Linked DNA regions of Sus scrofa: region 2 is linked to region 1. Evidence: chromatin contacts called from public promoter capture Hi-C data. All regions are on one chromosome and are shown on one strand. The core of a region is the stretch at or near the end of the contact, and the rest is flanking DNA. Distances in the headings are between cores, read along the strand shown. Region 1 holds the start of BMP6 (bone morphogenetic protein 6). Region 2 overlaps BMP6 (bone morphogenetic protein 6).

Region 1 (4,984 bases), core at 186-2,685:
TTCAGCCGCACCGATCAGAAGTTCAGCCTCTTGGGGCGCTGGCCAAAAGCAAGTGAGCGAGGGTACTGGGTGGGTTACCCCAACTGGGCTCGGGATCCGGCCTCAAAGCCGCGCGAGCCCCGCCTGGCTGGGACTGGCGGTCCTTTCGGGACCTCCTTCTGCAACCCTCCTCCCCCAATTCCGTGGATACCGAATAACACAGTCATGTCAAGTTTCCAAAGTACTCAGCTGCTGTCGGATTCCCTAAAAGTCCCGGTGGGAACCCTGGCACTCAGAGCGTTGAGGATGCAGAACAAAACAAGAGGGGAAGGTTGTTGAAGAGCCTTCTTCCCAGCTGGAGCCAATCCTGCCCCATTTTTCTGCCACAATAGAGTGAACGGGGCCCAAACCGGGCACTAGTGGGGAAAGCGCGGGACGCGCTCAGGCCGTCACCGAGACGCGCCCCAGTCTGCCGGCCGCCTCCCGCCGCCCGGTCCGGCGCGCGGGGAGTGCCCTTGCGGCTCCCGCAGCGCAGGTGACGGGAGGGCAGCCGGCCTGTCCCCGCATTCCCGCCGCGCCACCCCGGACCCCCGAGCCAGGGGGCTTCTCCACCCTCTCAACCCCACTCCCTGGGCCAGAGAGACTGGAAAGGAGAGAATATTCCAGCCGTTACGCTACCCCCAGTCCTTACCCAGGTTCACAAAGCTCATGACCATGTCGGCGTCGTTGAGGAAGGCGCTCTCCTGCGCGCTGGTCAGTGGGGAAGCGCTGCCACCAGGTCCGGCGGCCAGGAGGCTCCTGCTGCCGAGGGGATGCGCGGCGCGAGGGGGCGGCTGCCGAGGCGGGGACGAGCCAGTCCCTCCGCGCAGCCCGGGCTGCCCCATCTCCTTGTCCGAAGCCAGGTCCTCTTCGTCGTCGGCGGACAGGGCGTTGTACAGGTCCAGCATGAAGAGGGGCGCAGACTTCAGCCGCCCGGGCGGGGGCTCCCCGTGAGTCTGCTGCTGCTGCGGGAGCGCAGGGGGCTGCGGCTGCTGGAGGCCATGCAGGGGCCGGGGCCGGTGCGGGAGCCCCAGCACCGAGAGGATCTCCTTCTGCATCTCCCGTTTCTCGTGCGTCTTGAGCCGCCGGTAGAGGAAACCGGAGGAAGAGGTCTGCGGCGGGGGCGGCTGCTCCGCGTGGCCCGGGCTCCCGCCGTCCCCCAGCAGCGCCCCCCCGGCGGCGGCGGCGGCGGCGGCGGGCAGGGGCGGCCGCAGCGACGGTGGCCCGCAGCAGCTGCACAGCAGCCCCCACCACCAGCACAGCCACTGCGCCCTCCGCCCCAGGCCCGGCATCCCCGCCCGGCCGGGCTGGCCCCGCGGGCCCCGCGAGGCGTGCAGCGGCTGAGCGAGGCTGGAGCGCGGCCGCTGTGGCCCTTGGCGTGAACAGCCCCCGCCAGCTCCCGGCGGGCTCGCTTCCCCTTCCTGGCCCTCAGTCCTTATCTCTCATGGTCGTCTGGGGCGCCCCCAGATGCCCAGACTGGAGGGGAGACGAAGGGGGCGATCCCCGGGAGAACCACTGGAGAGGAAGGGGGAGCCCCGCACTCCCGCGCAGATCTCCGGAGGCTGACGGTCCAGACCAGGTGCGTCCGAGTGGGGGCCGCGCTGCCGCCAGCGCCCCCGCCCCTGGGCGGGTCACGGCACGGTCTCTCTCGGGTCTGGCTGCCCGCGCACGTGCGCTGCCTCGCGCCCTCCCGGGAGGCTGAGCGGGACCCGGGACGGCGGGGGAGCGGGGCCGCTCACCAGCTGCGGGGGATACCCGTCATCATCCTCGCGCACGCCTCGCCCCGACTCGCGCGGCCGCGGTGAAGTTTACCCCGCCGTAGGGCCCGGGCCGTGGCGACAAGGCGTCCCAAGATGCCAGCCTTCTCCGCGAGGCTGAAACTTCCCAGTCGCGCACAAACTCTGCGCCCCTCCGCCCTCGGGCACTGCCGCTCTCGCTCAAAATCTCCACGCGCCGCTCGACTCCCCAGGCGGAGGCGGTGAGGCTCTTGCTTTCCGTTCGGTGTTCGCCGGGCTGCCCTGCAAACCCCCCTCGCAGAAGGGACGAGAGGCAACCGGACCCGTGCTCAGGACAGCGCAGTCGGCGCGGGGTTTCACCGGCTCCCGCCTCCCAGCGCGGTGCTGCCGGCAGCGGCCAACGTGGGCTTTCTGGTGCGCGTCTAGCTCAGGTACCGCACTCCAGCCCCTGGGACGCCCCGCCCTCCCGAGTAACGGGCAGGCCGGCGGCCAATAGAGAGGCGCGTCTCGTCTGTATTTAAATAGGCCCGCCCCCTTCTTTCACCCTCCCTCTCCCCCGAGGCGTTGCCTCCGCAGCGCGTAGGTTTCAAGCACCGAGAATTCTCGCCAGCGCCCAAGGAGGGGCGAGGTAGCAAAGGCAAAGAGATCTGATCAACACCCCAGTGCGAACCTCTCTTCTTTACGATCACATAAAAGGCCTAAATGCTGCCTTAACTAAATAAAAGCAAAATCAGCTGTTAAATCAACGCCACCTGAATCAACTGAGGAAGACCAGAGAAGTATGGATTTCCCATTTCTTCCTTATTTTCGCTAATTGATGTTATATAGGCGTTTAGCGTGACTTCCAAAGGCAGCTGGTGGAAGTTGGGACACACCCTCGCAGAAGCTGCTCCCAGACGCCACAGAGAGGACCAAATGTAAGCCAGACCCAGTGTCCTGAGGGCTCCGGGACGGGGTATTTTGATTTATCTCTTCATTCCGGCTTCGACTTGGCTTCTAAAGCTGGCATGCCAAAGGAGGAGGATGTAATCAGTATAATAGAAAAGCCCCCCTCCCCCCAGCTTCTTGGAAATGTGTCTCTGCTGCTCCCGTTTGTCTGTTGATGTCGCATCCTAAAGTACTGAACAGGATGCAAGATCATTAAAACTTGAGAGGTGGTAAAGGCAATTTCAGAAAGGGGAGGGGCTTGGCATGCTCCCATGCAGGATCAGAGACAGGGCCCTGAAACTCAGGTGGCTGGGAGCATGAGGCAAGGCCCAGCAGGTAAAACCTATCATAGCCCACTTGGGTTGCCCACTTCTCGGTTAAAGACACTGTCCCCTCACCCAAACACTCCCACCACCATCTGCCATTCAGGATGCAAGTTCATGTGCCTTTACCCTACCTGAGAATTATCCACCTGCCCAGTGATTGGTGGATCCTAGAAGGAAGGGCTCCTAAAAACGTCATCTTTCACCCGGTAAAGACATGTACATTCGAAATCAAAGCTGCAATGCTGACCTGGCAGCCTGGGTTCACATTGTTGAAGGCAATTGGGAGCCACACCAACCACACACATATATGGGACTTGTGAACTTAGGAGATCATGAGGTTTCTGCTTCCCCAAAGCTTAGAGGCTTTTTTATATTATTTCAAAGAATCTGTTTTGAATGGATAAAGGTCTTTACCTCCCACCATCCCTGGATTGCTCTTAGTGCGTTGTTCTGTCTTGGCCCAGACAAACTCGTCTTTTTTTCTTTTCTTTTTTTATGGCCACACCTGCAGCATATGGAAATTCCCAGGCTAGGGGTCAACTCAGAGCTGTGGGTGAGGCCTATGCCACACCCATGGCAACAGTGGATCCAAGCTACATCTGCAACCTATGCTGCAACTTGTAGTAACACCAGCTCCTTAACCCACTGAGCAAGTTCAGGGATCAAACCCGCATCCTCACACACACTATGTCAGGTTCTTCACCCACTGAGCCACAATGGGAACTCCCCAGACACAGCAGTCTTTAGGATAGACTTCAATTCTACAGTTGTCCCATAGCCTCTGCTCTCAGGCAAGACAACATCAGCAACACTGAAGGCCAGTCTTTAACCATCTGCAGGGATTCTTCTCATCTGAAAAGAGAATACATCACTATATGCTCTGGGATGCCAGGCACCTTAGAATTCAAGAGCCTCCATCACTTTTTCTTCTGTCTGGGGCTGGTTAATGACCGTACACATTCACTGCAGTGCATAAAATCACAGCAGCCAAGCGCTCTGATCGGAAGATCTGGAATCTCAGCAAGTCTATGTAGGCTTCCTGCCAAGGGCCTCCTCCTTTCTCAAACCCAGTCACACCTTCTTAAAACTTCTAGGGAGACACGAACAGAGTAGAAGCAGCTCCAACCCATCCGGCCAGTGGATAAAGCACTGGAAAACTGTAAAAACCCTGAGTGTGGGCCACCAGGGTTGGGCGACGCCATTTAAAAATGCAAAAGTCAGTTGTGACACACCTGTTGCATACCCATCTGTTATATACGTACATGATCCAGTGGAGAACACACACAAACACCCCATCTTCCGCTTTTCTTGGGTTCGTGGTCAGAGGATGATGGGCCTGTATGACATGGGTCTAAAATGGCTCTTAGTGATTCCTTATTAATTAACCTCTGAGCATCGACCCTGACTGAGCTCTGCCACGGGCTCCCCACCCCCGCCCAGTTGGCCTCGGAGGTCCTGTTGTATGGCACTAGAAAAAGGGGGTGCTTCCAGATGACACACACAAGAGCACATGACTCTTTGAAGAGCCAGAGGGAAAACATGTGACTTGAGTCAGACACAGGGACATTCAATGCAGGACCACAGAGGAGGCTCTTCTCACGTCCCCTCCGCTCCCCACATACACCCATGTTTGTCAGAAAACACTCAGATACAACTTTGGGTCCACTGGGGCAAAGGGCATAAAGCAATGAGGTTCTGAAGTTTTCATAACGTCAACATAGGGACCACGGCTTCTTCAAGCCACCTGGAGCTGCAGGTGGATAAGGGCCTCCTCACCACCACCTGCACCCACTCCCTGCTTCCCTGACCCTCCCCATCGCCCACGCAGATGTGATTCAAGAGCGAGGGAGCGAGGGTGAGACACAGGTCTGGCTTCAGCGTCGGCTGGGATGTGTGACCAACCAGAAGAAAAACCAGAGGTCCTTCGCCCCCTGCAGGACACCGAGATATCACCGCCCCTGCCTCTGTGTGCCTGGC
Region 2 (5,035 bases), core at 2,228-4,727, 130 kb before region 1:
GACTGAAAAAACAAACCTGATTGAAGCCATCTTAGAGCAACCTAGAAAGGCAACACCGGATGGATCAAGATCTCAGAGAGAAGAGAAATGCATTGAGGTGAACTTTGTGTTTGCTGTGGCTTGTTCATTTCAGGGCATTTGGTAATTCTGAGCATGACGCAAGGATGTCAAACAGAAAGGAAGAGCAGCCTAGAACGTAGAGCAGTGTCGCTGGCTAGGGACAAAAACTGGAGCTTCAGAAAGTTATGACTTGAAGGACTAAGGTCCCAAAGGAAAGGGGCTGCAGAGAAGTGAGCTCATAAAAGTGAGCTCATAGAAGTTTGGGTTCACCTCCTCCAAGACCTTGGCTCCTCAAGTCCTGGCTGCCATGATCTCCAGTATTTCCACTTGAGATATCTGCCAAATATTAGGCTGTGTTTGCAGGGGGTAGGAAGCTGAGAAAACAAGCAGAAAGAAACCGCTTAGAGGATAAAGAAGCAAAGCAGAGTTTTTGGCAGTCTCGAACTGCTGGGGAGTTAAAAATTCGAGGTCAGAGCCTGCCAAGGAATGGAACTTCTGATAAACAACCTAGACCTTCATCTGAGGCCCCTAAAGAGCTAAATTGCAAGAGAAATAGAGAACCAGAAACAGAGACGCTTAACACATCCGAAATCCAGCCTCTTTTGATGCAAAAGACAAGGTAATCTGCCTGCCTTCTGGAAGAAAATGAAATCCAGCCCGGAAGGAGATACCACTATCTAGAACTGTTTTTCATAATGTTCAGAACATAATTTTTACACAGTATCAGGCATGGCAGGAAGTCAAACTGAACAAAGGAAAAATCAAGAGAACAAACAGATAATGGAAACAGACCCACAAGTGATCCAGATAATAGCATTTTCAGACATGATCTTAGAATCTAAGTCTAGCCTTATATAAAAAGGATAATAAATTACAAGTTGGGGTGTGTGTGTGTGTGTGTGTGTGTGTGTGTGTGTGTGTGTGTGTGTGTCTTTTTGGGGCCACACATGTGGCATATGGAGGTTCCCAGGCTAGGGGTCGAATTGGAGCTGTAGCTGCTGGCCTACTCCACAACCACAGCAATGCCAGATCAGAGCCATGTCTGCAACCTACAGCACAGCTCATAGCAATTCCAGTACCTTAACCCACTGAGCGAGGCCAGGGATCAAACCTGCATCCTCATTGATGCTAGTCAGATTTGCTTCTGCTGAGCCACAAGGGGAACTCCCACAAGTTGGGTTTGATCCAGGGGTGTGAGGTTGGTTAACACTTGAGAACCATTTAATGTAGTATATCACATTAACACTGTAAAGGGGAAAAAATCACATGCAGACATCCCTCTGTATCCATGGGAGACTGGTTCCAGGACCCTCCGTGGACAATAAAATCTGCATATGCTCAAGTCGTTTATATAAAAATCACACAGTATTTGCATATAACCCACCCAATCCTCCTGCATATTTTAAATCATCTCTAGATTACTTGTAATACCTAATACAATGCAAATGCTGTGTGAATAGTTGCCAGAACACAGCAAATTCAAGTTTTGCTCTTTGGAGCATTTTGGAATTTTTTTTTCAAATATTTTGATCCATGGTTGGTTGACTCTACAGATGTGAAACCCACAACTATGAAGGACCAACTGTAATCATCCCAAAAAATTCAGGGGAAAAAACCTGACAAACACATTTTCTTGCTCTCTTAGCAGCTAAGTAATATGTGTGAGTTACTTAACCTCCTGTAGTTTCCTCACAAGTATTAAGAAGATGCATTTCTTCACTTCTTCAAGACTCTGGAGTTAGGATGAATCATACAAACCAGACTTAAACACACACACACACACACCACACACACACACACCCCACTTTGCCTGTTTGCAAACAGGAGTAAATTGAGATACTGCATATACCAGGAGGAACTGAATTTTAACGTTGGTAATTCATTCTCACTTTAAACGTCTTCCAAAAATGACAGCATGATAGAACACAAAAAAGTAAAATCACATGCACAGAAGTTAGACTTCACTGCTAAGTGATACAACTGCCAAAACACACGTGGTAGACTGGATTTCAAAATGAGCAGAGGCCCATGTGGCCAATCCAGGTACCAAACAGAACCATCTTTCAGACAATGAAAACATTTCTGGCTAGCTTTCAAGAGATGCTGTTTGACCTTCTCAGTATACAAAACTGAATTCAGAAGAGCCAAAGTATGTCTTCAACCAAATAAGAAATGTAGATGAAAATGATATTCTTAAAGGCCTCCAAATGCACTGTTAATATCAAGGTGCTATTAGGATCATGAGTACATGCTATGAAAAGCTACCAACACGCTACCATACAGGACAATGGAAGGTGGACAGTTAATCGGAACAGCCTTTACCCTCCAAGTACGAAGACAGTTGAGTGTGTAGGAGATGCAGGAGAAAAGGGTAAAAAAGTAAATGGCCGAAGACCTAATACTGTGAATAAGTACAGGTACTTTCACATAAATTTATTCCAATCTTTCTTCTCCTCCACAGCCCTCCTTAGAAAAGCTACCAACAGATCCACGATTGACCAATAGGTCAATGCAGGTTTGCAGGGTTTTCCACTGAAAGGCCTCAAAAATCAAAATACCAGGGCCTGAATTCTAATAGAACCACTTTTGCCCCCCGACAGAGCCACCTCACATGCCATCCAAACAGAAGTATCCTTGAGATGTTCACAGCTAAGCTAAGGAGATGAAGATACAAAGTGTGCCATAACGGACCCGCGGATGTCTTTCTGGAATTTTGTCTTTATCTCAACACTCTCCCCATGTCACTGGGGTGACTTTTGGGAAGCAAAGCAGACAATAGCTTGGGCACAACTTGGACTTGGCAGAATCTCTATGTGCCACGTTTCATCCTTCTCAAAGGGTAACCTGCCTGCCCAACTGTCTGATGTGGTCATGGCTAAATCCTCACGATGCAACACAGAGAAGGGCTTTTCCAAACTCTCGGCACTACGTAAATGCCCATTTCCACCAGTGTCATCATCAAAACACGACAATTTATGACACCAGATAGTAACACCAAACTCATCCTAAAAATCAACATCACATCATAACACAGAGTCAATTTTTAACATAAGCGATAAAGGGTAAGTACCTTGTGCCACTTTGATTGGACTGTGTACACAGTTGGGTTGCTGACCTACAAACTGTTCCAGATCTTTCATGGACTTAGAGTCCCTCCTAGGCTTGTTCTCAAGGTTGGAATGATGGGTCACACAGTTCCCTGATCTTCCTCAGAGCACCATCCATGCCAGTCATCCCCTTCTGAATGTAGTACGTGGTCCAGGGATGTCTTAACAGAGTCAGAGGAATCGGCTTCTGCAGGGTTCACAGCAGGCGCCTATCTTCCAAAACTCTTTTCTGTCCCTCCCTGGGTCAGGCTTCCGGAGCTGCCTTTTGTACCAGGAGGCCCAACCCAGAACTTCTGCCTCAGCCGCGAGTCTGACTCAGCATCGAAAAACCTGCCTCTTTTTCTTTTTTTTTTTTTCATTTTCAAGGAGGCCAACTGTTATGCAACACACACATTTGTTAAGTTAATCCATCAAATACTGCAAACGTCACTTAGACATTAGACAAATGTGTTTCTTCACAAGCCTGGAGAATCCTTTTTAGTCCAGACACCCCTAGACGGTACAGATGGGGAGAGTGGACCCTTCCCCAGAAGGGGTCCCGCAGATCCAGGCGGAGGCCTCTGGAAGAACAGGAGGAGACCACAGGCAGCCTGGGCTCCGGGCCCACCGATAAGAAGAGAGAAATCTCCTCCCGGCCTGCCTGGAACTCTTCAAAAGCATGACATTCTCCCAATTTCTCCAGTTCTTCCCCTTTCCTGTGCACAAAAATGAAACACATCCAGTCACCAAATATCTCCATCCTAGAGGGCAGAGGAGTTACAAGCCTGCTTTGACAGCGTCAGCAAAGGTTGAGCCCATTTGGGAGTCTGTCTGCCAAGCTCACGGCCTGGAGAAACGACGACACCAACCACCTTAAGCACAAGGCAGCTGTTCGGTTTTGGCCGGGGTTCAACATAAACCTTACAAGAGGTCTGCTAGCGCGTGCTCTCGCTTTTCCTAAATAATAATAATTTTGAAAAATTCCACAGTCACAACCCCTCCAATCTCGTGTTTTCCCTATAGAGCTTTTCCTGCAGAACAGAGAAAACTATGTTTTCCAAACAAATGACTGAGCCAAATAGGCCCCAGCAGAGAAAGACAAGAGGACAAATCATTAGACAGACTGAACGTCCAGGGCGAAAGCAGTTCCCAAGCATCGCTGATGATCGAAAGATGAAAATCTAACAATGAATAATTTGCTTTTCACAAGAGGCCCTGAAGAGATAAGTCTTTGAAGACTCTTTTATGTGGGAGGGAAAAATCAGCCATCAGAAACCCTCCCGTCTGTTACGGATTTTGGTCAGTTATAAAGATACCACAAGGGCTATATTTTGTTTATAATTTAACCGGCCCAGCTACGAATTCAGGGCAACCATCAGTGTGCACCTCCACCACCATGACGTGTCCCCAAAGCCTGGCGTGTCCTTCTTCTCTGGTTCCTCATTAGGGACCTGGATATGCAGCAGGGCCGAACACTGGCAGGGCTCTCCAAACGATCCTTTCACGGGGCAAGTTCACGTTTGGTGTTTCAGCGTGTGCATTGGAGACAGAACCCCGCCCCGCCCTCCCCGCGATAACCTAAGGGCAGGAGAAACCAAACGCATTCCTTTGGACTTTCTTGGAAAGTCACTAGATGTCCAGGACCAAAAGGAGGACTCTGGACTTGGTTTATAGAACCAGAGCTAAGAGAGGCCATGAAGGTGGGGTGCCCCCCACCCCGGGCCTCCGCCCCCGGCATTCTCTTCCTTTCTTATTTACCGTAAATACCCAGGCTGTCATCCCACGTGCCCAATTCTGACCTGCTGCCCACTGAGAGCCACGCACGCGCAGTGCCCACCTCTGTCCCAGGGGGACCCCCTGCCCTGGCTGGACCACTCAGCTGACCCCTA

Evidence for each region. Promoter capture Hi-C pulls out the DNA fragments that hold promoters and counts their contacts.
Region 2: a contact with region 1 is called in a promoter capture Hi-C map of liver, with 6 times the contacts expected there. The contact joins the enhancer-like site here to the promoter of BMP6 in region 1. A contact is called at or near these places in 2 of 5 promoter capture datasets (liver and skeletal muscle) and 6 of 47 Hi-C or Micro-C datasets (fetal skeletal muscle, liver, mesenteric adipose tissue and 3 more).

Annotation. Positions count from the first base shown.
Region 1 is chr7:5,055,268-5,060,251 of Sscrofa11.1, reverse strand. BMP6 (bone morphogenetic protein 6) reads right to left here and starts at 1,435. Exons shown (of 7, transcript NM_001168001.1): 1 at 671-1,435. The coding sequence starts at 1,310.
Region 2 is chr7:5,184,748-5,189,782 of Sscrofa11.1, reverse strand. All of the region lies in intron 2 of BMP6 (bone morphogenetic protein 6), which reads right to left. Among named protein-coding and RNA genes, the nearest start is that of TXNDC5, 50 kb to the left of the region's middle. Within about 2 kb of position 3,477, at least 6 of the 83 cell types and tissues checked have an H3K27ac peak or open chromatin away from gene starts, as enhancers often do. A contact at or near this core is called in liver and mesenteric adipose tissue, where this site is marked.